5 separate regions of the Mus musculus genome follow, and all the other regions are linked to region 1. A link is a contact called in public Hi-C and HiChIP or PLAC-seq data. All regions are on one chromosome and are shown on one strand. The core of a region is the stretch at or near the end of the contact, and the rest is flanking DNA. Distances in the headings are between cores, read along the strand shown. Region 1 has its middle 26 kb from the start of Gm40403. Region 2 overlaps Dock4 (dedicator of cytokinesis 4). Region 3 overlaps Dock4 (dedicator of cytokinesis 4). Region 4 overlaps Dock4 (dedicator of cytokinesis 4). Region 5 overlaps Dock4 (dedicator of cytokinesis 4).

Region 1 (4,689 bases), core at 1,637-4,136:
GGCAGGCAGATTTCTGAGTTCAAGGCCAGCCTGGTCTACAAAGCGAAACAGCAAGGACTCTACAGAGAAACCCTGTCTCAAAAACCAAAAAAAAAAAAAAAAAGTTATGTAAGACGAACTAATATACATATGTCATTGATGAGGCAGAATAAACCAAACCAGTGCTCAGTATTTGACTCCCTCTGTCTGTGGGTTCATATTTATATCCTTCATGACAGGTATTTTCACATGTTTACTATATCAAAACATCCTTCCATCTGCATCTACTTTAACATCATTTGACATAACTAACTTTCCAAAGAGACTAGAAGTTTCCACTTCATGCCTGTACTTAAACTATTTTTTATTTGAAACTTGCTCTGTCCTAGGCTACCCTTGAACTCAGAGATCTGCTTGCCTCTATCTCCTGGGACTAAAGGCTGTACTATCCTGCCTAGGCCTAAGTTTTTCATGGACACGATGCCTCAAAATCCAGATCAAAATCGTGTGTGAGCCATGTCAAGGTCTGGCTCAAAAGCTTGTGTCTTCTAGCCTCAAGATCTGGATCACAGGTGTGCCCTCCATTTTTGGATTGTAGTTCATTCCAGATAGAGTCAAGTTGGCAATAGGGAATAGCCATCACAGCATGCAACTGGAAAATTCATCAGTAATTATTGAGTGCACATTTAAATGAGTGAGCTTCATGGTATGTAAACTAGACCTCTTCAGAACTTTTTTTGTTGTTGTTCTTTTCTTTGATTAGAACTGAACATTTTTATCTAAACAGCTTAGATAGACAGTAACACAGGCAATGGATTAATCTCTAACATTCTTTTTTTTTTTAAAGATTTATTTATTATATGTAAGTACACTGTAGTTGTCTTCAAACACACCAGAAGAGGGCGTCAGATCTCGTTATGGATGGTTGTGAGCCACCATGTGGTTGCTGGGATTTGAACTCGGGACCTTCAGAAGAGCAGTCTTTGCTCTTAACCACTGAGCCATCTCGCCAGCCCCCCTCTACAGAACTTTTAAAGATAAAAAGTTTATCAGCACTCCTGGCTATACATGGGTGCTTAGACATTCTCAGAAATCCTTGCTGAAAGAATGAGCATTTTCTACATGCCTTAAGTTCTAAATGTTACAAAGTTATCTGAGTGCTGTGCATATCCTCAGTTCTTGTGAATGAACTGGTTGGAAGAAAACAGCCTTGTTGGGGTTTCTCAGTACTGATAGGTTTCTGATCCAGTTAGATCCCTGTTTCCTAATGTCTGGTATATGATTCTTTTATGTATCACAGAAGCTCTTGAAAGCCTGAGGGCATCAAAGAACAATGCAAACAAAGGAATGATACATTTTCTGAGTCACAGAAATGACTATGTCCTCCATTTCATAAGAAAGTTTCTCCAAATTAGACCTGATTGTACAACACAGGCCTCAGCTGAGTATCCTAATATAAATAACATGCTTTTGCAGTGCCAGGAAAAAAACAGTTTCTACTGCCCACTAAACCACACACACACACACACAAACACACACACACACACACACACACACACACACACACACCCTCTTTGTATCTCTGAAGTTCATGTAACCATGGCAGTCATATGAAAAGGAGAGAATGATAGTCTGCTGCACTAATTGGGTGGGAAACCTTCCCCCACCACTTACCTGCTGTACAAACCTGAGAGAGGTTACCCTTCTCTGCATCAGTTTCCTCTTCTGTAAACTGTGGATGATATAGGATGTGATCCGAGTTAGCTGCACAACTGTGCATGAGAGTGTCTGAGCTATGACCAGGCTCATAATAAGTTCTTTGTATGTATCTACCACAAACATCGTGATTCCAACAGGTCCTCTTTATTTTATTATTCTTAATTAGCATACAAGACATTAGATACTGTGGTGGTTTGAAAGAAAATGGCTCCTATAAGCTGATTTATTTGCATGTTAAGTAGTCCCCAGTTGAACTGTTTGGAAAGGATTAGAAGGTGTGACCTTGTCAGAGGTGTGTCACTTCACGTAAGCTTTGAAATTTCAAAAGCCCTTGTTTTTTGTTTTTGTTTGTTTGTTTGTTTTTTTGTTTTTTGTTTTGTTTTGTTTTGGTTTGGTTTGGTTTGGTTTGTTTTGGTTTGGTTTGGTTTGGTTTGGTTTGGTTTGGTTTTTCAAGACAGGGTTTCTCTGTATAGCTCTGGCTGTCCTGGAACTCACTCTGTAGACCAGGCTGGCCTCAAACTCAGAAATCTGCCTGCCTCTGCCTCCCGAGTGCTGTGATCAAAGACGTGCGCCACCACACCCAGCTCTTCAAAAGCCCTTAACAGGTACAGTAGTCTCTCTCTCCCTCTCTCTCTCCCTCCCTCCCTCCCTCCCTTCATCCCCTCCTCCCTTCCTCCCTTCCTTCTTCCCTCCTTCCCTTCATCCCCTCCCTCTGTCTGCTCCCTGTGGATCAGGCAGAGAGAAGATGTATAGCTTTCAGCACCATGTCTGCCTACTGCCACACTCTCTTCCATAATGATAATGATTTAATCCTCCAAAATTGTAAGCAAGCCTCCAATTAAATGCTTTCTAATATAAATTGTCTTCACAGCCATAGAACAGTGTCTAAAACAGACACTGTGATAGCATTTTTAAAGAAAGTATGCTTTAGTAGAGTCTCTTTCTGTCTCATCTCCCATTTCCCCACCCCCTACCCTCCATTGTAAGCCCACCCCCAATGGGCACTCTTCTTGTGCCCTTGGAAGTCACTTTATCTCTCTGCCCCCAATGTGGCTATCTGTAAGATGACAATAGTAACTGCACTGCTGGACTCTAGGGCTTAATAGGGTCTTACAAGGTGTGACAAGTGAGTCCAGCCCAACAGTTCCCCAAGTGAGTCTCTGGCCTCTTGTCTCAAGTTCCTATGAGTCATTTAGAGGTACGATGGCTCTGACATTTCCTGTCAGAGAAGAGACTGTTTCCTGCTTCGTCTTCCTCCTTCTAGCCACTTCATGTTTCGGCTAAGATATCACTTCTCTGGGAGAACTCCTTGATTCCCCATCTTAATATTCACACTGAGCAGCCTACAGGTCCTCCTACACAGGCTGATTACACACATCTAGTCAACGCTTGTCTGCTTCTTTGATTTTTGAGGTTCTTGAAGACACAGACTACTCTGTCATGCATACCCTTGTGTCCTTAGCACTTACCTCAAGGCCCAGTATATGATGTGTGTACTATAATATCTGTTTAATGTATAATTGACTGAGTCCCTAAAAGTCACATTATTTAGGACAACACAAACTTAATTACATTTAATGTCATGATATTCCAAAGGAACACATTATTAGGCCATATGTTTTGCCCTCACCCCAAAATGTCACAGTCTGGAGAGGTGACTTACATGCTCCTAGCACGAGTATTAGGTGGCTTACAACTAATGGCCTGGAACTCCAGTTCTAGTCATCTGAAGCCCTTTGACCTCTGAGGTCACCTGCCGTGCACATAGACACACATGAGTACACATAAATATGAAAAACAGATAAGTAAATCTTTTTTTATTACATCATAAACATACACACAAATACTTGTGCCCACAGTGGAAATCCTGAGTGGTTAATTGGGGGTTTCCTGTTAGCTTCAATTTTTTTAATGAACAAACATTTCCACGAACTTTCGTATCATATTTTATTATGCTTTCTCTATGAAAAGATGTTTCTTTTGGGGTTTCCTCTTTTTGTCCCTACAGCACTGAAATTTCATTTTTCTTTGGATCATAACTACTGATATATGAGTAAATTGCAATATCCTTATTTTTCAATCGACTATAAACTGCATATTTAAAAGAATTCTTTGGACCCTACAGGATTCTTCTGGCAACTATCCCATTTCTTTCTTCATGCTACCTCAAAATATCAGCCTTCGAGAAACCCTCAAAATAACTGCCATGTCCCCAGATGAAGGTCTTGTCTCCTCCAGTTCTGAGTGGCTTTGCTCTCCACCTCATTCTCTCTCTCTCTCTCTCTCTCTCTCTCTCTCTCTCGGTGTGTATGTTCCTATCCGTCTCTTTGTCTCTCTGTCTCTGTCTCTCTCTGTCACTGTGGGAAGGCTCTTGTGAGGATATGCAGTTTGTCTGCAGCCTTCTCCAGCAGCAGGTTCTTAGTTTTCATGTTATTAGGCCCAGAGGCAGCATTTGACAGTGGACTATGCATCCCCTCTTCTTCACTGAATAGTTAACTATTCTTTCCCAGCTTTTCAAAGGGCTTCCAGGATGTTGGGTCCCCTTGGTCTCCATGTCCCATCTGGCTAGTGTCATCTTGCTTCTTACTTCTTCCCCATTGCCACAGTCACCAAACACCACAGAGCCATTCTCAGCTCGTCCCCGAGACCCCAGGCTCTCAGCAGCCACTTTTCCTATCTTATTTTTCTCACTAGCACATTCCCTTGGAGGTCTGATCCCTTCTCACTGCTGTAGATGCCACCTGCATACACTGTGCCCAACTCAGACCTCTCACCTGAAGTGTGGCCTGGGAGAGCTCACTGCCCACGAAACATAACCACTCCCATGATGTCTAAAGGCAGCATGTTATTACTTAGCTCACACTTGAACTGCCTGTGACATAATTAACTTATTCGATCTATTATTTAATTCATGTATTCGGTGTCTAAATGTTGCCTTTTTCTTTCTTTTTTTATTAGATATTTTCTTTATTTACATTTCAAATGTTATCC
Region 2 (4,689 bases), core at 847-3,346, 380 kb before region 1:
CCAAGAAGTGGGAGTGGGTGGGTAGGGGAGCAGGGTGGGGGGAGGGTATAGGGGACTTTCAGGATAGCATTTGAAATGTAAATGAAGAAAATACCTAATTAAAAATTGGGAAAAAAGAAGATGTAAATGAAAATAGAATGATTAATTTAAAAAAAAAATCTATGTAATTTACACCCTTAGTATCAATAACTAAATCTTTATTTCTTTTTTTTTTCTCAAAAGAATGTTCTGAGGTTTTTTTCTTTGTGGGTTCATATTTTAATTTTTTGTTGTGGCACTTGGCTATAATCCAGTACCCTGGAAGCAGAGGCAGGAAGATCTCTAGAAGTTCAAGGCCAGCCTGGTGTACATACCAAGTTCCAGGCTAACTAGGACTACATAGTGAGACAACTCAAAAAAACGAATGAACCAACAAAATGCATACTGACTGCCATACCCTTATAGACCATACTATATAAAGGCGTAACTTAGAAACTATCCTTATTTTTCTCAACATTTTGAACCTAAGTAGAATACAAGGCTTGGGAAGATGTGGTTTTCTTTATGCCTTCTTGAGATGAGCACTTAGCCTTAGGTGGGGCTTGTTTGCTGGCTAAATGTATGAATGAGCAGACGTCAGTAACTGCACAGTAGTGGTGTGAAACGCCAGAGCCAAACTGCCATAAAGTAGACCCTCCCTGCTTAACTTAAGATCCAAGAGGTCCAACTGCTTAGGGGGTAACACCAGGCCTTTATCTGATGACTCCTATGTACTTTTATTTTCAGCATGACAGTGTTTGCAAATGGTGGCTCCCTGGAGACAGGGCTGAGAGCACAAGGTAACATGAAACAGCTCTTAGTGATGATGCACTCAGCACCCTGGCTCTCTCTTATTAAGAGCACATCCCCACCCCACTCCTGGAGGGGAAGGATGATAGCAAAGATTAAGGGACTAATGGCAGGATCTTTTAATGCTTTGCCTCAACAGGAAAGCAAAACTTAAAAGCTTCCTTTAAATGCATCACCACACACACACACACACACACACACACACACACACCCGGTATCAAGTATTCTGCAAGGTGCTGAGAAACTGAAGGGGAAGAGAGAGTAGAGGCACACCACTGGTCATCCCTTTGTGGATGCCAAATCCTTCTGCAACTGTAAATGGCACTGAATAAAGTCTTTGTGAAGTGCTTACTATGCGTGACAGAGGCTTATCCCATTCAGACTCCAGGAAAACTAAATTATTCTGAATGCCCTACAGGCGGCAACCTGGGTGTTCATGAAGAAAGACAGAGAAGACCATGATACTAGTGAGGGGAGGAGACTCACTAACCTGCCCCTGACTTAAAAGGCAGGATCGGGGAGACGAGGGCTTTCTGCTCACCTTGTACAAATAAAAATACTCCTCTACTTAAGAGCGTCAAGCTGTCTGCATAAGTGCAAGGCAAAAGAGAAGCCTACTCAAGTTCATGCACTCTGTGAGCTTCCGGTTTTCTGCAACTCTAGTTTTTCTAGTCATCTACTAAAGTTAAATAATTGGCATTATATTCTTATCATACAATGCTATAAAAAAGCTGAGTGGTTCCATGATACACAGTGTGTTCTAGATTTGGATAAAGCCTTTCCTTGCTCAGTTCTTTGTATTTGTATCCCCCTCCTGCCCCACCTCTGTTCCAGCAGCTTCCTTAGAGTCACTACCATTAAAGGCAACCAGTATGTGTGGGCCATTTTTTTTTTTTTATGTATAACACAAGAGTGAATGAGGGATAAACCACAGATGTGATTAATTCGGAGGTGACAACAACACCAATTCCCATGCACCTGCTGGAACAATCAGATGATGGAGAGGAGGGAGGTGGGAAGCAGTTGTGCTTGTCAACACAGGGCCCCGGGGAAGGTCTCTATGGGTCACTGCTGGACAGACACCCACAGTGAATCTGTGCCAACATGTCTAGACACAGCAGGAAATGCTCTGGGCCCGATAGAACGGCTGCCACTGTGCTGCCACAATTCAAGGAGGGGTTCTGAATGCCTCCTCTACCTATTTTAACTCTGTGCACTGCGTCCCTTGCTAGTCTGGCTGGGCCATTTTCCTTACACTGCTTTTCTTTGCTTTGGAAAGCTTACAAGTTTTAGTGAGCATTGTAATATGAAATTACAAAAACAGACCCAGGCCTACAATATGTCACAGTCAAAACAGTAAGTATTCCTAAATTATGTAAAAATGTAGATGGTGAACTTGTATGATCAGGCCATGGTAAGCTTCAAGTAATGCATCAAACAAGACATGTAGCACAGACAAGGGGAACTAAACCTGTAAAGGCTCTATTAACCTTGCTATGTAGTACTATACGCAGATAAAAGTAGTACCACTTTCTCTAAGCTCTTATATAATAATGTCTGCCGCTGAACAGGGTTACTGGAAGCTATGAAAGCAATTTCATAAGACTCTCCTCATCTGGAGACAGGATTTCCAACTTCCTTATTCCTGTTCCCACTGTGGTGTTTCAGGTTGTAATCCCCCTTCAGGCTTCTGGTTCCCATTTTTTGTGTACTCCTGGCTAACATAATATGCACTGCATATTACCTTTTTGCTAGAGGGTCTCTCTAAACTTTAAGTAACTGCAGTATCATAACTAAAACATCACCAATTTCTTGGAATGTGTGATTTCTATAAGAATACAAAGGTAGCCACCACGTACATCTAGTTAGGGTGATGTATACTTCCTCTTTGGGTTCAAAAATCCTCCTCCTCATAGCCAGGACGCACCAATAAACTCCTGGGTCCTGGGCAACATCCTATGCATTTAACATTCAAGAAATCCCTCCAGAAAGCACTGTTATCTTCATTAATTCCTACCAGTTAACAGCTGTAAGAGATGCGCAGTTAAGTGCCCAGGCTGATGTAGCAAAGTCAGAATTTCTACCCAGATTTCCTAACCACAGAGTGTGGCCACTTAGCCACAATGAAAGGGTGTACAAGACACAGGTGATGTGTGTCTCTCCCAGACAGAGAGAAAGTCATAGCCATTTTACAGTTAAAGGATCTGGATTTTTAAAATGCCTGTGCTTTATCTACTGCATTCAGTTCTCTCGCTCCCTTAAATGACAGAATTGGACTTAATAAGGCATAATTGTAGGCAAAAGAAAGCTTCTATAGAACCCTTTCAAGAAAAATGGGTTTAACCGCATGATAGTAGAAAAAGAAAATCTAACTTCAGAAAAGTATTCGAAAAAGGACTCATTAGAAAGTAAACTTTGCCAGGCGTGGTGGCGCACACCTTTAATCCCAGCACTCAGGAGGCAGAGACAGGCGTATTTCCGAGTTCGAGGCCTGCCTGGTCTACAAAGTGAGTTCCAGGACAGCCAAGGCTATACAGAGAAACCCTGTCTCGAAACACCAAAAAAAAAAAAAAAAAAGAAAAAAGAAAAGAAAGAAAGTAAACTTCATCATTGCAATTACTAGAATTAAGCACACCCTGCTGCTAATTTCTCACTTAGAAGCCCAAGCCAGCGGCTGATGTGTACGAGCAACTTTGCTGTAGCCAGTGACCAACAGGTGGTACTCAGGCCAAGTTCTCTGCTGAGTCAAAAGTAAAGGAATGAATTAGTCCCAAGTCAAAATGACAGTGTTAATTAATAAGGACTTAGAATGTGCCAGTAAACAAAGGAACGAAAGTTACACAACAACCATGACACCAAGGCTCACAATCAAACATATAACAGAGTCTCTCACTGAAGCTGACTACTTGAGGCCAACTGGCTGGCTGGCTAGAGAGCGAAGTTCACTGGACAGGATTTTTAATACTCTGATGCAGATGAAGCACCATGGATGAAGGGAAGATAAGCATTAATGTACAGCTGCACAGCCTATGTGAAGCACCACACTATGGTTCTTTGTATCCCACGTGGTGCAAGAGCCACTCCTTAAATGTCAGCTAAAGGCGACCCAGTAGCATAGACTGCCAGTTCCCTTTCTCTGGAAAATTACAATTCATAGGCCCATCCTAAGGCTCAAACAGCTCACAACCACACCCTCAGCTCTTCCTTTCTCATGGCTAATCTCCCATTTGCAAACTCAAGTCTTATTTCCTGAAGCTCCACTCCTAAGGGGCCTGGGGCCATCAGTGATTTCCCCTCCCTTTCCCCTTCCTCATTAGATCCTTCCTGTACAATCTTCAAAGCTCAAGTTTCTATCATTCTAGATCTTAAAAGAATGAGCCCTATATAGATCCCCTTAACATTTAATGGTGAACATAAAATGACTAGGGAAGAACATAGCACATTATAGACATTACAGATAAGGAATATAGAGTAGGGATAGGAAATATTGATTCCTATACAGCCTACCCTGTACAACCTTCACTTGACTTTGGGCAAGGTCTCTAGGTTGCATCATCTACAAACAAAGGAATATTAGTAATATGTAACACATAGGGTAGCTGTAAGAGCTAAGTCAGGAAATATTTTTCAAAGAACTTAGAATAGTGTTTGACATATAAAAAGCAGTATATAGTGTTTGCTCCATAAATATAATAAAAGATGCAGAGGGCACTCTCCCTCCCCCAGCTAAACCTTGTGGAATATGGAAATCAACCTTCCAGCCAGAAAAATGCTCTGGAAAAATGTTTTGCTTATGTGAAACAATGGGGCAAACACATTTTTTTGAACAAATAATTATCTTTCATAGAAAGAAGTTATGTG
Region 3 (4,689 bases), core at 745-3,244, 360 kb before region 1:
CCTCATCAAAATTGCTAATTCAGCACCTACTTCAAGCCAAACACTATCCAGTCACCCCTGAAAAATACTAGCTCTTAAATAACGGAAGGCTGTCACTAGACACCAAATTCTTTCCTTACTTTCTTAAACAATGTTCAGCTATCCAAAGAAATTTGAACATCTACTTTTTCAATTGAATATTCAGATAATAAGTACATCTGCTTATGATAAAAACTCTAGGGTCTATTCCTAGTCTCCATTCCCTCTCTGCAGATATTGAATTAGGAAGTGATATATCACTTGACATCAGGTTTACCTTGCTGATGAAATATCTAGCACAGAATATGGAACATACAATCACATAAGAATCTTAGCATCCACCCTGCCAAAGTTTCTTCTAAAAGAAGGTGCTCAAGCCTCATTCTCTCCTGGGAGAGGTTAGGGGTAGAGGGTATTCATGTGACCATCTTCTCTTGATGTTGGATGTCTGGCTAGGTCTCATGTGGGCACCTGACATCTGTGGAAGCAATCCCCAGCTGGCCAGCAGTCTGAAAAGGCTAATAGAAAATGTTCAACTCAAACAGGACTTACCTACTGGCTGTCATTGATATTCCTTCTTTGTGATGCTGAAACTGAGAATTTAGATTCCCCTCTAATAACATTAGAAAGAAAAGATCTGTGAAGGGCCAAGCACCTCTAGCACTACAAAAGTAAGTCAAGATGAACTCCAGCAGTGAGCCTCAGGCCATTCCTGAGCTTTTATGGAAAGAAATAGTATTCAAAGCTTCTGTTCTCTGAATGGCCTGAGTCACCAGTTGCTGCTAGCTTCTCATAAATGTGGAAAAAGCATCTTACCTGTTGCTACTTATTGCTGTCGGTTAATAGGTACAGTCTAATAGTGAATAAGCCACTGTTTGACTAGAATCAGAATAGTGCTTTAATAAGAATATGAAAAAAAGTAGGCAAGGCTTAGAGAAAACAGATGGAGCAAGAATACATGGGAAGCCAGGAGCCAGGCAAAAAGGGACAAATTTTATATTAGCCTTGCCACTAAAATACTCTGTGACACCAGAAAAAAAGGATGAAGCTCTTAGCCCTTCCATGTACTCTCAACAGGAATTCAGAGGCCATCATGGACTCAATGGGTGACAGAACTCTGTATCATCACTTTAATTCTTCCTGGGATTTCAGAAGAGAAATCATTTTCTACTGATTCTGTTAGAGAACAAGATGGCTCCCTTCCTACTTCATGTAAGCTCCCCAAACCCAAAGAACGCCCTTCCACTGCGCTTCAGTAGTCTGATATGCAATCTGACACTGAACACATTCTCAATTTATGTTTCCTATATCGATAAGAGATTTATGAGGTGACAGATCATTTCCCAGGACAACATGACCGAGTTTAATAGGCAAAGGAGTTAACTTAATTTGCCTTCCACTTAGCAATCTTTAATGAGGGGATGGATTTATCCTAAAAGGAATATGGCAAATCTATAATTTCTATGCTGTAAATTGTTCTTAAGTAAATTGCCAATAAAATTTAAAGAAACTGAAGTAAGAGCTTGGGAAAATTCATGAGCTCAAGGATGGTTTAAATTGTGCTGTTCATTTTCATATATCATTTTTTTTTTTTTTTTTTACCAACTTACCTTAACTTAGCCATAGAACTGCATGGAGCATAAGCTAGAATTTGTGTAAGTCAAAAATAGCCTCAGCACAGCCCTGACTCACAGTTTTCTTCCACTTCCCCTTTCTTCTGTTTTCCTTCTTCCAACTGAAAAGGGTTGTTTGTTGTTGTCTGTTCCTTTGTTTTTCAGTTTATTCCATGTTTCCTTGTGACTTTTGATAATCTAATTTGATCCAACATCCCGATTAACAAACCAATCCTCATTTAAACGAGGACTGGAATAGTAACCAACTGTAACTAGGTAAAAAGTCAAAGGCTTTTAAAAATAAGAATAAAGAGCAACTGATCTGGGCATGGTCTCACACACCTCCAATCCCAGCATTTGGGAGGCAGAGGCAAGAAGATCTCTGAGTTTGAGGCCAGCCTAGTCTACAGAGTGTGTCCAGGACAAACCAGGCTACATAGAGAAACTTTCTCAAGGGAGAAAAATAAAAACAAAACAAACAAACAAACAAATAAATACATAAATTAACCAACCACACAAAATAATAAGGGGCACATGCAGTCAGATTCTGATCACCTTGAAAGCTGTGTCTCTCAGGACTACTGCACGCACAAAGAAGAAACCCAACCAAATGCTGCAAATCCAACCCACCAGTATGCCCAATGTGTTCTCCAGATCCAGAAAGAGGTAAGTTATTCATGGTTTCCTTGCTGGTGTGTTCTCCTTTTATGTCCCACATTCCTTCTCATTTTCCTCAAAATCCTGTACTGAGATCCACTAAAGGTCAACTAGCAAATGGGAGCTTGATACAATCAAAGGGAAGGCTGAGGGGAGCAGGGCCAAAGCTGGTTTATTCTAGTTAGCCACTCATATATCAATATTCATACTTTGTAGAGTATTAGCCTTGCTTGGAGTTTCCAGTAACTAGACTTCCTACTTAAGTGCTTGGCTGATATTTTTAAATAAGTCCTCCACATTTTTATTTAAGAGTAGATCTCAGTTACTGGCAGCCTTTACATGAGCCCTCCTTAACAGCTCTTTGAAGAGTGGCCATTATGCCTCCCAGAATGTCTCACAGCTGCGCACTTGTCCTAAGACATTTAGCAGTCACTGGTAAGATGAATGTTTCCCTCTGGATTACACTATGATATAGAGGAGTTATACGATAAAATCAAATACATGTCTCAAAACTAATGACTACAGAAGAAGAAAAAACATTTTAGTCAGAAAACATATCTAATCAATAATCTCTATGATTATTATATTTATTGTAACAACCTGTATACTGTTATACTACAGGGTATTAGAAAGAAAAAAAAAAAAAAGATGGCAGTGCTCACACCAGAGCCATGGATGTGGCTTTTTGGCTCCATCCTTGATGGAGTTCTCCCAATGGACTCAGCACATCCTAGCTTAACTGGTGTCACATCTAGGCTCCTTCTAGCATCCTGTCATTGTCAGTACTCACTCATTTCCCCAATCCAGTCGGGCAGTAATGTGGCGCTTCACATCCTTCATCCTGTCATGGGTGAGATGGCCAACTAGCACCTGCCGTCGCAGATCGAGGATTTCATTCATGATGTGCCACAGGCGATGGAAGAGATCCCCTTCATTTCTCTAAGGCATATGGAAGCACAGAGATTTGGCAGTCAGTCCTCTTGCTTGACCAAGAGGGGGACCAAGTGCTTGCCACAGAGTAGAGGGCTTCTCCACCAATAAAGCTTTCCCATTTCCTTGTCCATTTGCAGTTCTACGTTTTTCACTCAAGTCCCACAATACCGCTCTCCTGTCCAAACCAACATGATGTCTCAACTGCCAACATGGACAGATGCAATGGTCCTTACTCTCACTGTGCTACACCTAGGCTTGGCTAGTCTCTGCTTTAGTACACAGTGAGGCTTTCCTCTCCCAGATCTTCTTCTTCAGCTTTCTTATACGTTAAGGTGTGGCCTGACTTCTACTTGTCAAGTGGTTCTCCCTGACTACTCGTGCTCATGGTTTTTGTCTGAGCCATGGCAGCATGCAAGTAAAATAAGTGTCATGGAGACATCGGCACCCACTTATGTCTCGAATGTTGGTCCTAATTCTTCACCAAGCTGAATTTGAACACAAGGGGAGCTTCCAGACTCAAACATTGATCACTGTTTACTGCAATTATCTGATTAGTATTCAGACTCATTAAAAAACAGGTGTTTTAAATTTAATCAAAGAGATCATATAGCTTCAATATATCTTTGTCAAAGCTATCAATCAATCCCCACGGTTTCAGAAAGGGAAGGTGTGTAAAACCCTGAGTTCAAATCTACATCTTGCTTCTGAAGGTGAGTTTAGTCATCAGTGAAATTGGGCAGTACTGTTTTTCTGCAAAGATATCTTATGGGTTTGTGACTACAGGTGGAACAACAGCACAGATGATTGTCACCTGACTTTCACTCATGTCATTTCTAGTGCAAAATACTCTAGCAATTCATTGATTGCTCTGTGTTTCCTTATCTGTAAAGAGCCTACCACAGAGAGTAACTGTGAAGACACAGGAATTAGTATGCAGACAGTGAAGAAAAATGGTCATGTAACTAGTATTGTTATGATAAGCTCTGAAAACATTTTTTGGTTTTTTGTTTTTTTTTAACCAACACTGAAAAATATACATCTTCCCGCAGAGATACTGGGTAATTATCTATCCCAAATCTTTCCTAGCCACAAAATATACGTCTACTTTTTACAGAAGTTATTAATAGTCTATATCAGTGGTTCTCAAACTTCCAAATGCTGTGGCCATTTAATATATATTCCTTATATTGTGGTGACCATACCCCCAAATATAAAATTATTTTGTTGCTATTTCATAACAGCTAGTGTCATGAATCATAATGTAAATAATTGATATCCAGTATATCAGATGTGTGGCCCCCAAGGGATTGAGACCCACAGGTTGTGAACCAGTGGTCTATATAAAGAGTGATGTCAACTTACAGACATTATCCACCAGAAGTTCTCTAGAGATAAATGATAGAAAAAGTTATCAAGGTCTATGTGCTCGGTAAATATATATACAATTGGAAAGGTAGTGATTTTTGAT
Region 4 (4,689 bases), core at 994-3,493, 310 kb before region 1:
ATTTAGAAAAAAATAAAGATTGTAGTTTCAATGCATGATTCCCCAGTTTTATGTAAGGTCAAGTTGTTTGAACAAAATACTATAATGGCAACAATGGTAACACAAGATGATTAGTCAAATTCTCCAAAATGAGTCTCAAGTGATAGCTATTCATAGGCACCAAGTTTTTTGTACGAAGATTCTACTTGGAAAGACCTTCAAAGTTGAGTGGTCAAAATACAGTGAATTACATACAACATAGTATCTGCATGTCTGTTTTAGAAGGTCCAATAATATAATAATTAACTCGCCAAGTGTGGTGGCACACACCTATAATCCCAGCACTAGGGTGATAGAGACAAGTGGATCTCTGAGAGGTTGAGGCCAGCCTGGTCTACAAAGTGAGTTCCAGAACATCCAGGGCTACATAAAGAAACCCTGTCTCAAAAAACAAAAAACAAAGAAAAGAAAAGAAATAAAAAAAGAATTAATTCAAAAAAGATCACTCTATTCCACATGGAGGAAATGTTTTAAAAGGTTATAGAATATTTTACCAGATGACCAAGATGTATTAGCAAGTAAAAGGAGGTCTTAAGATTGAGTTTAAATAATGCTCCTTTAAAATATTAATTTACTGCTACACTTACACAGTAAATGCATACACATACATACTAGACTGCACACATATGCCTGTAAAGAGACTAAATACATGCAGGGCCTATCCTTGTATTCTCTAGGCCATGGACTCAGAAGTAGCTAGTGTTTTTCTCTTCTTTTCACAATATTTTTTCTTTTTATTGAAAATAGATTTTTCTCACATAGTATATCCTGATTAACATTTCCCCTCTCTGTATATCCTTCCCACCAGTTCCTCTGCATCTTCTGGATCCACTCCCTTTCCGTCTCTCATTTGAAAACAAATGGGCTTCTAAGGTATAATAATAAAATATAACATAATGAGATAAAGTGAAAACTAATGTATCAGAATAGAACAGAAACAAAAGCAAACAAAGGAAACGAGCCCAGGAAACACATGAGGATCTGTGTGTGGAGTCAGGGGTGTGGTGGAGAAAAGTCAGGAAGTCAAAAACACGCCCCAGCAGTAATTCAGAAGCAATCTCCAATTAATGATCATTGACAAATAAAAATCTAGTTTTCTCCAATGGAGTCTCTCTGAGGAAACAAACTACTATTACAGGTAGGCTGCAGGCCCAGCAGTGAAGGGCAACAGAAAATGAACTCAAAGGCGTCTTTGGAGGACCCTAGTCCCATAATGGTGTGTCATGGTTGTACTCTTCATGTTTTCAACAAGGAGTAAGTAGAATTTTTGATAAAACAATAAATAATCTGCTGTGACTGAGATGGAACCTCTACTTGAAACCATTCACTGAAGCATCTTACAAACCATTTTGTCTGCATTAAACAGAGAAACATTAGTGGGGCCTGTGAACAGCATTCTGTCTAGAATCTCACAAGCCTGTCTATTATGATAGGAAAGTCACAGAATGCCCAGCTATGACACTTTTCAGGAGAGGTAAGACCCTAAGGAGTAGGGGTCAGAGTAGATAAGAATGCAGAATTATAAAAGTTAAAACCTCTTTTTCTTCTGACCGAAATGATACAATGGAGGTCATCACAGATTCACATGTTAGCACATTTTAAGTATCAAAACAGGTTGTAATTCAATTTGTCAATTTAAGACAAAAGCAGATTCTTTGACAAAAATGTTCATTCCATAGATAGAGAACAATTCCAAAACTAATAATAGGTAATTATCCCAAATCACACAGTTATCATGTCACAAGAAACCATAAAACCAGGACATAAAACTTACATCTTCTGATGGCAAAACTAATTCTGTTTCTAACCTCTTGCCCCCAATTTTTTGGCCATTTTACCATGAAGTGAGGCCGGAATGGAAAGGCTTTTAGTTAGACCTGTTAGTTTCTGTTAGACTGCTAACTTCCATTTTAGCAGACACTTCCCATTTCTGAGTTTCCTTTCCTCATCTATAAAATGACCAGGCCTACAAAGCCCCACCATATTCCCAGCCACAAATGATGATTTAAAGACAAGGAAAGGGTCCTGACTTACACTGCAGAGCGCCTAATCCCTTTGGCTGCACACAGCCTGCCTTTAACTGACCCAAGTTTTTTATTCATTGGTCTGAGAATACCAGTCCATGGATTCTCCAAGGCAATGTAAGGGCTCCAGTTCTGTGACAGAGTGAAACTAATAGCAGGTACAGAGCAATGACGTTTTCATCTCTGGGCATGTTTAGACATCACTTCAGTGACCCTTGTCCCACTTCCCTGATCAGGCAGTGGTTGGTACATATGGTCCACAAAACCCATAACTCAGAAATGGAGGTTATTTTCTACAAGCACATATCTTGCTGTTTTGAACAGAAAGATCATTTTCAAAGTATGAACAAGACTATTTCATCACAGCCAGCGACAGAGACAAGAAGCCACTAAATAATGGCTAAGAGTCACAGCAAACACAATAAAAGCAAAACCATCAAGCAAACAAACAAACAACATCAACAACAAAACTCTTTACAGCTCTACGGAGGAAAACTAGAAACTGGTATGCGCTAAACAGAAATTCCATAAATCTACGTGGGGACGAACTGATGGTGTGCACAGTATGGACGGATCTCCTTCCACTGTCTAAAGAACCATGCTCTCTGCAAGACCAATCAGCACTGGGTGACACTGTCTAGCTTCCTTGAGTCGTCTCAAGGTTTGCAGAGCCTATTAGGCAGAGAGGGGGAATTCAGTCCAACCACACCCCCTGACTTACTGTATTCACCTTTCCCCTTTCAGGCTTGCCTCTGTGGAAAATAGTCTATCTATAGACATGTGATGGCGTGTCCTCTTAAGTAAAGCTCTCGGGGTTCCCACTGGCCGAAAGAGGAACCTCCACATTCATGGGGGCACTAGAGAGAGAAGGGATTTTTGAGGCAAATGTGACTCTGACCTGAGGAACAAATCTTAATAGAAAACTAAAAGGGATCAAATTGCTAAACTTCCTCTGAGTAGGAAGTTACAGGCATTTAAAGGAATTCAAATATTCATCTGTTAAGACATCCTCTGGCATGCAACACAAAGTTCAGAAATGCAAATGCACAGAAAACAATGTGGGGGAAATCAACTGATGTAAAGTGACTCAGAATTAATCCAGAACAACACAACGGTAGCCCCTGGGAACCTGACAGACATGCTGATTCACAGGGAAACTTGGCCAGGAACCAACAGTTGAAGGTCTTCTCTAGCTTGTACACGCACATATGCATAGACTTCTGCACACATGGGTTGGGTACATCATCCTAACACACATCCACACATCTGAACACACACACAAATAAATGTTTAAAAAATTAAATATGACCATATTGATGAACACTTTATACGTGATGAGACTATACACCACAATTGAAAGCTAGGAATTAGCACACTGTTAAAAAAATGAAGAGCTTAATATGAAGAAATGCATATCACATATTTTAAAAATTGAATTTAACATGGTAACATCAACCACAAGAAAGCTGTAATTGCTTTATTAATTTTTAGACAACTAACCATCAATATAGGCAAAGATCATTACCCAGTGATAAACAGTCAATTAATCAAGAAGACCTAACCATCTTAAGCATCTCTTTTATCAAATAACAGCACTAAAATATATCCAATTATATCTGTATCGAATTTGTGTGCTGCTGAAGAGTGATTCTACAAGTCCAGAGACTTAAATATAAAGTGTAATGGGCCGTGAGTATAGATCAGTGGTAGAGTCAGGAGTAAGGCTACATTCAAGTCCTAGCATGCACACCGTAGGAAAAGACTCTGTCTTAGTTACTCTTCTCTTGCTGTGATAAAACAACATGAGCAAGGGAGTAACAGTCAATCATGGTACAGAGGCATGGCAGAGAATGGCAGGCATGGTGGCAAGAGCAGGAAGTTGAGAGCTCCTATTTCAAACAGAAGCACAGGCAAGAGACTGCTATGTTGAAGAGGTGGAAGGCTTTTCTTGTGAAAGCCAGCTCTCTGAGACTACTTCCTCCATCAAGGCTGGACCACCCAGAACTCCCCAAACAGCACCACTAACTGGGAAATAAGTGTTCCAAAGCCTGAGGCTACAGATGATATTTTTCATTCAAATGATCACTGGCTCATTACTAATTTTACAACCACTTTACATGACAAAATCCCCCAAGGCTTCATTTCTATAGCTCAGGCCATAGCTAGGTACAAGTAAACTAGGTACCAAGTATAAGGATGGAAAAGTATCTATCTACCTCAACACCTAGCCCGTTGATTGGTACAAAGCAGACACTAAAACCCTCATTTCTCTCTTCTTGCCTATGTCTGTTGACAGACAACTCTGAAACAAGGAATTCAGCATCACAAATAGCATGGAGCATTTCCCCCAGGCTTTAAAGATGGCCCTGCCAGAAGACTTTAAAACACTGCTCCCTTTGGACCTGTCTTGGTTTACCTTGGATTTTGGCATGTCTCTTCCAGTAGGTTGTAGTGAAAGTTGTAATGTTATTCAATCTAAGGTCATTGCATTCACTCTCTCGATTTTAAATGGACTGTATACAACCTAAACAATCCAAAGTATGAAATTGTTCACTTACCAACCTTTGCAGTACCCTGTCTAACCCACTTACATGAAATGAACATTATACTAGTCACTAAGTATTTT
Region 5 (4,689 bases), core at 618-3,117, 270 kb before region 1:
CTGATTCAGTGACAAGCCTTCCAGGATAGACCAAAAGTTCCAGAAAATGAGGAACAGAATTGAATTTTGGCAGTCCTCCTCCTTCTCAATCAATACTTTTATCAGATGAAGATCTTCTTAGGCTAAAACCGTTTCCAACAACTAACACCTCGGGAAGCGCTGGAAGGTATCACTACTAAAAGTTGGGGGAAGGAAGTTTTTCCAATTACACTAGCTTAGCTACTGATAACTCAAAAGACAGAATCATAATAACTGTCCAATAGAATAGGATGTATGCCCACGGGAAAAAGAAATTTCATCCTATGTGGTAGAAAATCATGATCTCATCAACAGAAAGATGTCGAGAGCTGAAAACTGACCAAGGTGTAAGGGTTCATTTTGACCACACACCAGGAGCCTTTGCAGAGCCAACAGAGCCGTGAGCAGCCTTGAAAAGTGTTCTGTTGTGTGCAATTAGACAGTCTCTTCAATAACGGAGCTTCTTTATTTTATATGTCGTAGGAGCATACTAGAGTTAACAGCAGGCAATCTAACTAAGCTAATACTCTAACCTTGAAATCACTGAGGATAAACAGTCATTGTTACCTAAAAGAGAAATAGGAGACAGGGGAAGGTTCTGGCTTCCAACAAGAAATATTTAGATTTACATTGAAATAAAAGAAGAAATGTTAAACAGGATACACTAGCTTTTTGAACCTGAAACTTTTAATCAAAAGACAGACTATGTAGCTACTATGTGGCCCTTGATATTTCCTGACACCCTCTGACTCCAAATACTGCGGACAGAGGATACAGCAAACACTGACAGACATCTTCCTTGTCCTGGTAAGAATGATGACGAGTAAATTGATTCCTCCCCCTGGACCATGCTTCTAAGTTCAAATACTGCCATTGAGTTCCACAAGGGGAGCAGAGGAAGCAAAATAAAAGCAGGAACTATTGCAAAAGCAAACCATGAAACAACATTTCCCCAAATCCCCCTAAGAAAACTGAATTTAGGTGTGCCTGATAATCAAGGAGGTAATAAGGTCTCTCTGAAGTAAATTCCTCAAATATATAAAACTGTGCGTAGAATATTTTATGTCATTGCTATCTGGTGGTTTGAATATGCTTGGCCCAGGGAGTGGCAGTATTAGGAGGTATGACCTTGTTGGAGTAGGTGTGGCTTTTTGGAGGAAGTCTATCACTCTCGGGGGTGGGATTTTGATACCCTTCTCCTAGCCACTTGGGAGACAGTCTGCTCCCCACTTCCTATGGATGAAGATATAGAACTCTCAGTTCCTTCTCCAGAGCCATGCCTACCTGGATGCTACTGTGCTTTCTGCTATGAAGAGAAAGGACTGAACCTCTGAACCTGTAAGCCAGCCCGAATTAAATGTTGTGCCTTATACTAGTTGCCTTGGTCATGGTGTCTTTTCACAGAAATGGAAACCTAAGACACTATCCCATCTTGCATGATGTGCTGTGCTGTGTGGCCCTGAAATCACAATCTTGTATCAGGATACAAAGTATTACTTTATGCTCTGCTGGTCCTGGATAATACCTAACACATTTAAATTCTACCTACTAGCCAAGACAGTGTTAAATGTCAACGAGATACTGCAAGATAAATGACATTTGGTGTCAGCCAGACCCAAAGCCAAAAATATTACAGATTAGCAAAGATTCAAGTGAGGCTATAAGATAAGTTATAGTCCAAGAGAGCACAGAGGGGTGACTGAACACTGAGGCAATGTGCCATGGGGGACAGAGGTCCCTCAGTGTGTCATGTGCTCAAAGAGATGCATAAAGGCTGCATCAGAGTCTGAGAGGCTGGACTCCAAGGCTTCAGTCTGGGAAGCATGGAAGGAGCAGCAAGGAGGGTGGACAAGACAGTCTACAGAAAGCAGGGCTCCAGCACAGAACAAACACAGTGTTCAGAGCACACAGGGATGGAACATAGCGCTGATTACCAACAAAGCACCGGGTTGTCCCAGGGGAAAGAGAAGCTGAGAAAGCAGAACCAAAACAGCCAATTGTCATCAAATAAGGAGTCTTGAACTTCCTTGGCTAGGAAAAGGATTGTATCCTCAGAGAATGTCTGAACACAGAAAACCTTTAAAGCAATGATTCTCAACCTTCCTAACGCTGGTACCCTTCAATACAGTTCCTGTGTTGGGGAGAACCCCAACCATAAAATTATTGCATTGCTCCTTCATAACTGAAATGTCGCTACTGTTGTGAATCATAATGGAAATATCTGATAGCCGATTCACAAGGGACTAGAAACTCACAGGTTGAAAACCGATTCTTTAAAGTCTTACATGTAAAAGGGTAAGAAGAACCTGTGCTGTTCTACAGGCTCCTGGTGCTCCTTGGGTATGGCCAACAGGTTTTTAATGATATGTCTTAGCAATATGCTTACTAGTGAGTCCTTTTGCTGTTCTGATCAACAATATTCACAATGACCACATAAGTGTGTGTATGTAGATAGATAGATAGATAGATAGATAGATAGATAGAGATGGAGATGAGATGGAGATAGAGATAGAGATAGAGATAGAGATAGAGATAGAGATAGAGATAGAGATAGAGATAGAGATAGAGAATTCCAAAAGTCACTCCTAGGCTTATGAGAACAGCTCATTGCAACCTCCCCCATCGCCAGATAGAGAAGTAGGAGTGGGTGCCATAGAGTAGAAGGGCAAAGTTTTGGAATGCTGTTGTATATTTCAGCATCAAAAACTGTCGTACAACCAGGACTCTGAAATGTAACATATAAGGTAGCCATGCAGAAATCATGTCACTTATCTTATACCTGACATTTCAAGGTTCCATACTTCACAATAGCTGCAGAGCATGAGAGAAGCAAGCACCAAAGAGAGAATCATAACGAGGAGAGCAAAGATGGTCTCTACACTCTGTTCCAAGTCATCAAAAAGAAATTATTTGCTGCTATAATAAATTATGTACTTTTGCAATAAACATGTACATATATATTTAGAATTGCATGAGTGTCCTCTAGTGTGTTTTTGTTTCATACATATATATATATATATACACATATACATACATACATATATATATACATATACACACACACACATATATATATGTACATACACACACACACATATATATATATTATATGTAAGAGAGAGAGAGATCACACAACTTGAGAGAAGTACAGGGCTCCAGTTAATGTATGCTGAATTCTAAATAATCTAAGAAGCACTTTCATAACTCTAAAAAGGAGAAAAATATAAGAGAAATTCATATTCTTAAGGCATAGTACCTTTGTGTCCAGCCCAGAAAAGCAAATCACTGAGCGCATAGAAACCCCAGCAGAGGCAAGCCCTGCTAAGCTCAGGGCTCCCATGTCTAAGGAGGACAGCCATTTACTGGCTCTTCTTCAATAACGACTTCTTATTCTCTCTAAAAGGAGAAAATGGCTTATTGTGTGCCTTAACACAGTTGATAATTAAGCATTTATTTGTCTACTCAATGAATGTCTGTCCCTAACACTTCATTGGAATGTCCCATAAGGTCAGGGAAGGTAATGTTGTGTCTCCACTCCCACTTAGTAGCTCTCCTTGCATACAGTAGGCACTCACTAAGTTGGTCAATCGATTGACTGAGATAATGAAAAAATTGAGTTTTCTCTTAGGTTCCCAGATTTTATTACATACATACATCATTCAAAAGGAAATTTCCTTTTAGCTAACCAAATATACAGAGAAAAAAAACTACAACATACCCTATAAAAACAAAATAAGCAATATAAAAAACATGTTGTTGATCCAGAAAGTCTATAATATGCATATATAAGGAAAAACACATATAATAAGATAAATAGCTAAATGGACATGACAGGAGAAACAACTAGCCACTCTCACATTTATAAATGCATTTGTTGATATCTGAAACCATTAACATACTACTAACCTCATTTCTGTAGGGAAACTATGATTTTTTTATAGTTTTAAATTTATTAATTTAAATGTATGGGAAAATGATTAGGTTTTGTTTCTCCGGAATGATTGCATAAGTTAAATTCTGATATATATTTTCAAAACAAGAATTCACAAATAGTATTTTATTCTCTTAATTCTCAAAGTTATTATAATTTTATAATCATATCTTTATTTTTAGACTAAAATAAAATAAAATAAATGCTGGCAACAAGAATGAGCTATGTTTCAAACTTGCATATGCTAACTCTCAGAACTCTTCCTAATTACACACAAGGCATATTTAGCCGGAAGCATTTTGTATTCTTGTTATAGCTACCATTCAGGTACTAGAAACCATGAGAAACAACAGTAGACATTAGATCATCTCAAGGCAAGTGAATCTGAAGACTGCTCTTTTGAGGTGTGTGGTCCCCCCTTGAGATTCAGTGGAGAACAAATATGCACTGGACAGTGAATTAATACAGTCAACAGCATGTCCATTCCCTTTGGGAGAAGACAGCAGGACAGCTCTGGAAAAGCCATTCATTTGCCAGCAGAGAAAAGTTGCTATGGAACTGTCCAGTTTCTTCCTCCTTACCAAACCTGCCTGGAGAAGGACAACATTCAATGAAGGGTCTTCTGGCCCATCCCCACACCCAGAAGAAAGTTGTTTTCCAATTTCCCACAAACCACTCATATCTATGCACTTAACTTGGCTGCCACTCAACATCCAGGATTGTATAAATCAAAATTGTCC

Evidence for each region. A called contact is a pair of places that touch in the nucleus more often than the background predicts. HiChIP or PLAC-seq counts read pairs in DNA pulled down with a chosen protein or histone mark.
Region 2: a contact with region 1 is called in an H3K27ac HiChIP or PLAC-seq map of microglia, with 8 times the contacts expected there. The contact joins two enhancer-like sites. A contact is called at or near these places in 1 of 484 Hi-C or Micro-C datasets (bone marrow-derived macrophages) and 2 of 115 datasets of contacts at active chromatin or transcription factors (embryonic stem cells and microglia).
Region 3: a contact with region 1 is called in a Hi-C map of bone marrow-derived macrophages, with 18 read pairs. The contact joins two enhancer-like sites. A contact is called at or near these places in 1 of 15 datasets of contacts at CTCF or cohesin (the NIH/3T3 cell line), 2 of 484 Hi-C or Micro-C datasets (bone marrow-derived macrophages and nephron progenitors) and 1 of 9 other capture datasets (embryonic stem cells).
Region 4: a Hi-C map of bone marrow-derived macrophages shows a contact between it and region 1, with 21 read pairs. The contact joins two enhancer-like sites. A contact is called at or near these places in 10 of 484 Hi-C or Micro-C datasets (the G1E-ER4 cell line, bone marrow-derived macrophages, cortical neurons and 3 more) and 1 of 115 datasets of contacts at active chromatin or transcription factors (embryonic stem cells).
Region 5: a contact with region 1 is called in an H3K27ac HiChIP or PLAC-seq map of microglia, with 6 times the contacts expected there. The contact joins two enhancer-like sites. A contact is called at or near these places in 1 of 15 datasets of contacts at CTCF or cohesin (the NIH/3T3 cell line), 4 of 484 Hi-C or Micro-C datasets (B cells, CD8 T cells, memory CD8 T cells and 1 more) and 3 of 115 datasets of contacts at active chromatin or transcription factors (bone marrow-derived macrophages, microglia and neural progenitor cells).

Annotation. Positions count from the first base shown.
Region 1 is chr12:40,271,743-40,276,431 of GRCm38.p6, reverse strand. No RefSeq gene overlaps it. Among named protein-coding and RNA genes, the nearest start is that of Gm40403, 26 kb to the right of the region's middle. Within about 2 kb of position 2,886, at least 16 of the 459 cell types and tissues checked have an H3K27ac peak or open chromatin away from gene starts, as enhancers often do. A contact at or near this core is called in bone marrow-derived macrophages and microglia, where this site is marked.
Region 2 is chr12:40,653,833-40,658,521 of GRCm38.p6, reverse strand. The region is part of intron 8 of Dock4 (dedicator of cytokinesis 4); the gene reads right to left. Among named protein-coding and RNA genes, the nearest start is that of Dock4, 210 kb to the right of the region's middle. Within about 2 kb of position 2,096, at least 16 of the 459 cell types and tissues checked have an H3K27ac peak or open chromatin away from gene starts, as enhancers often do. A contact at or near this core is called in microglia, where this site is marked.
Region 3 is chr12:40,634,621-40,639,309 of GRCm38.p6, reverse strand. It overlaps Dock4 (dedicator of cytokinesis 4), which reads right to left. Exons shown (of 53, transcript NM_172803.2): 6 at 3,079-3,227. Among named protein-coding and RNA genes, the nearest start is that of Dock4, 190 kb to the right of the region's middle. Within about 2 kb of position 1,994, at least 5 of the 459 cell types and tissues checked have an H3K27ac peak or open chromatin away from gene starts, as enhancers often do. A contact at or near this core is called in bone marrow-derived macrophages, where this site is marked.
Region 4 is chr12:40,583,230-40,587,918 of GRCm38.p6, reverse strand. All of the region lies in intron 1 of Dock4 (dedicator of cytokinesis 4), which reads right to left. Among named protein-coding and RNA genes, the nearest start is that of Dock4, 140 kb to the right of the region's middle. Within about 2 kb of position 2,243, at least 45 of the 459 cell types and tissues checked have an H3K27ac peak or open chromatin away from gene starts, as enhancers often do. A contact at or near this core is called in bone marrow-derived macrophages, where this site is marked.
Region 5 is chr12:40,541,004-40,545,692 of GRCm38.p6, reverse strand. The region is part of intron 1 of Dock4 (dedicator of cytokinesis 4); the gene reads right to left. Among named protein-coding and RNA genes, the nearest start is that of Dock4, 97 kb to the right of the region's middle. Within about 2 kb of position 1,867, at least 5 of the 459 cell types and tissues checked have an H3K27ac peak or open chromatin away from gene starts, as enhancers often do. A contact at or near this core is called in microglia, where this site is marked.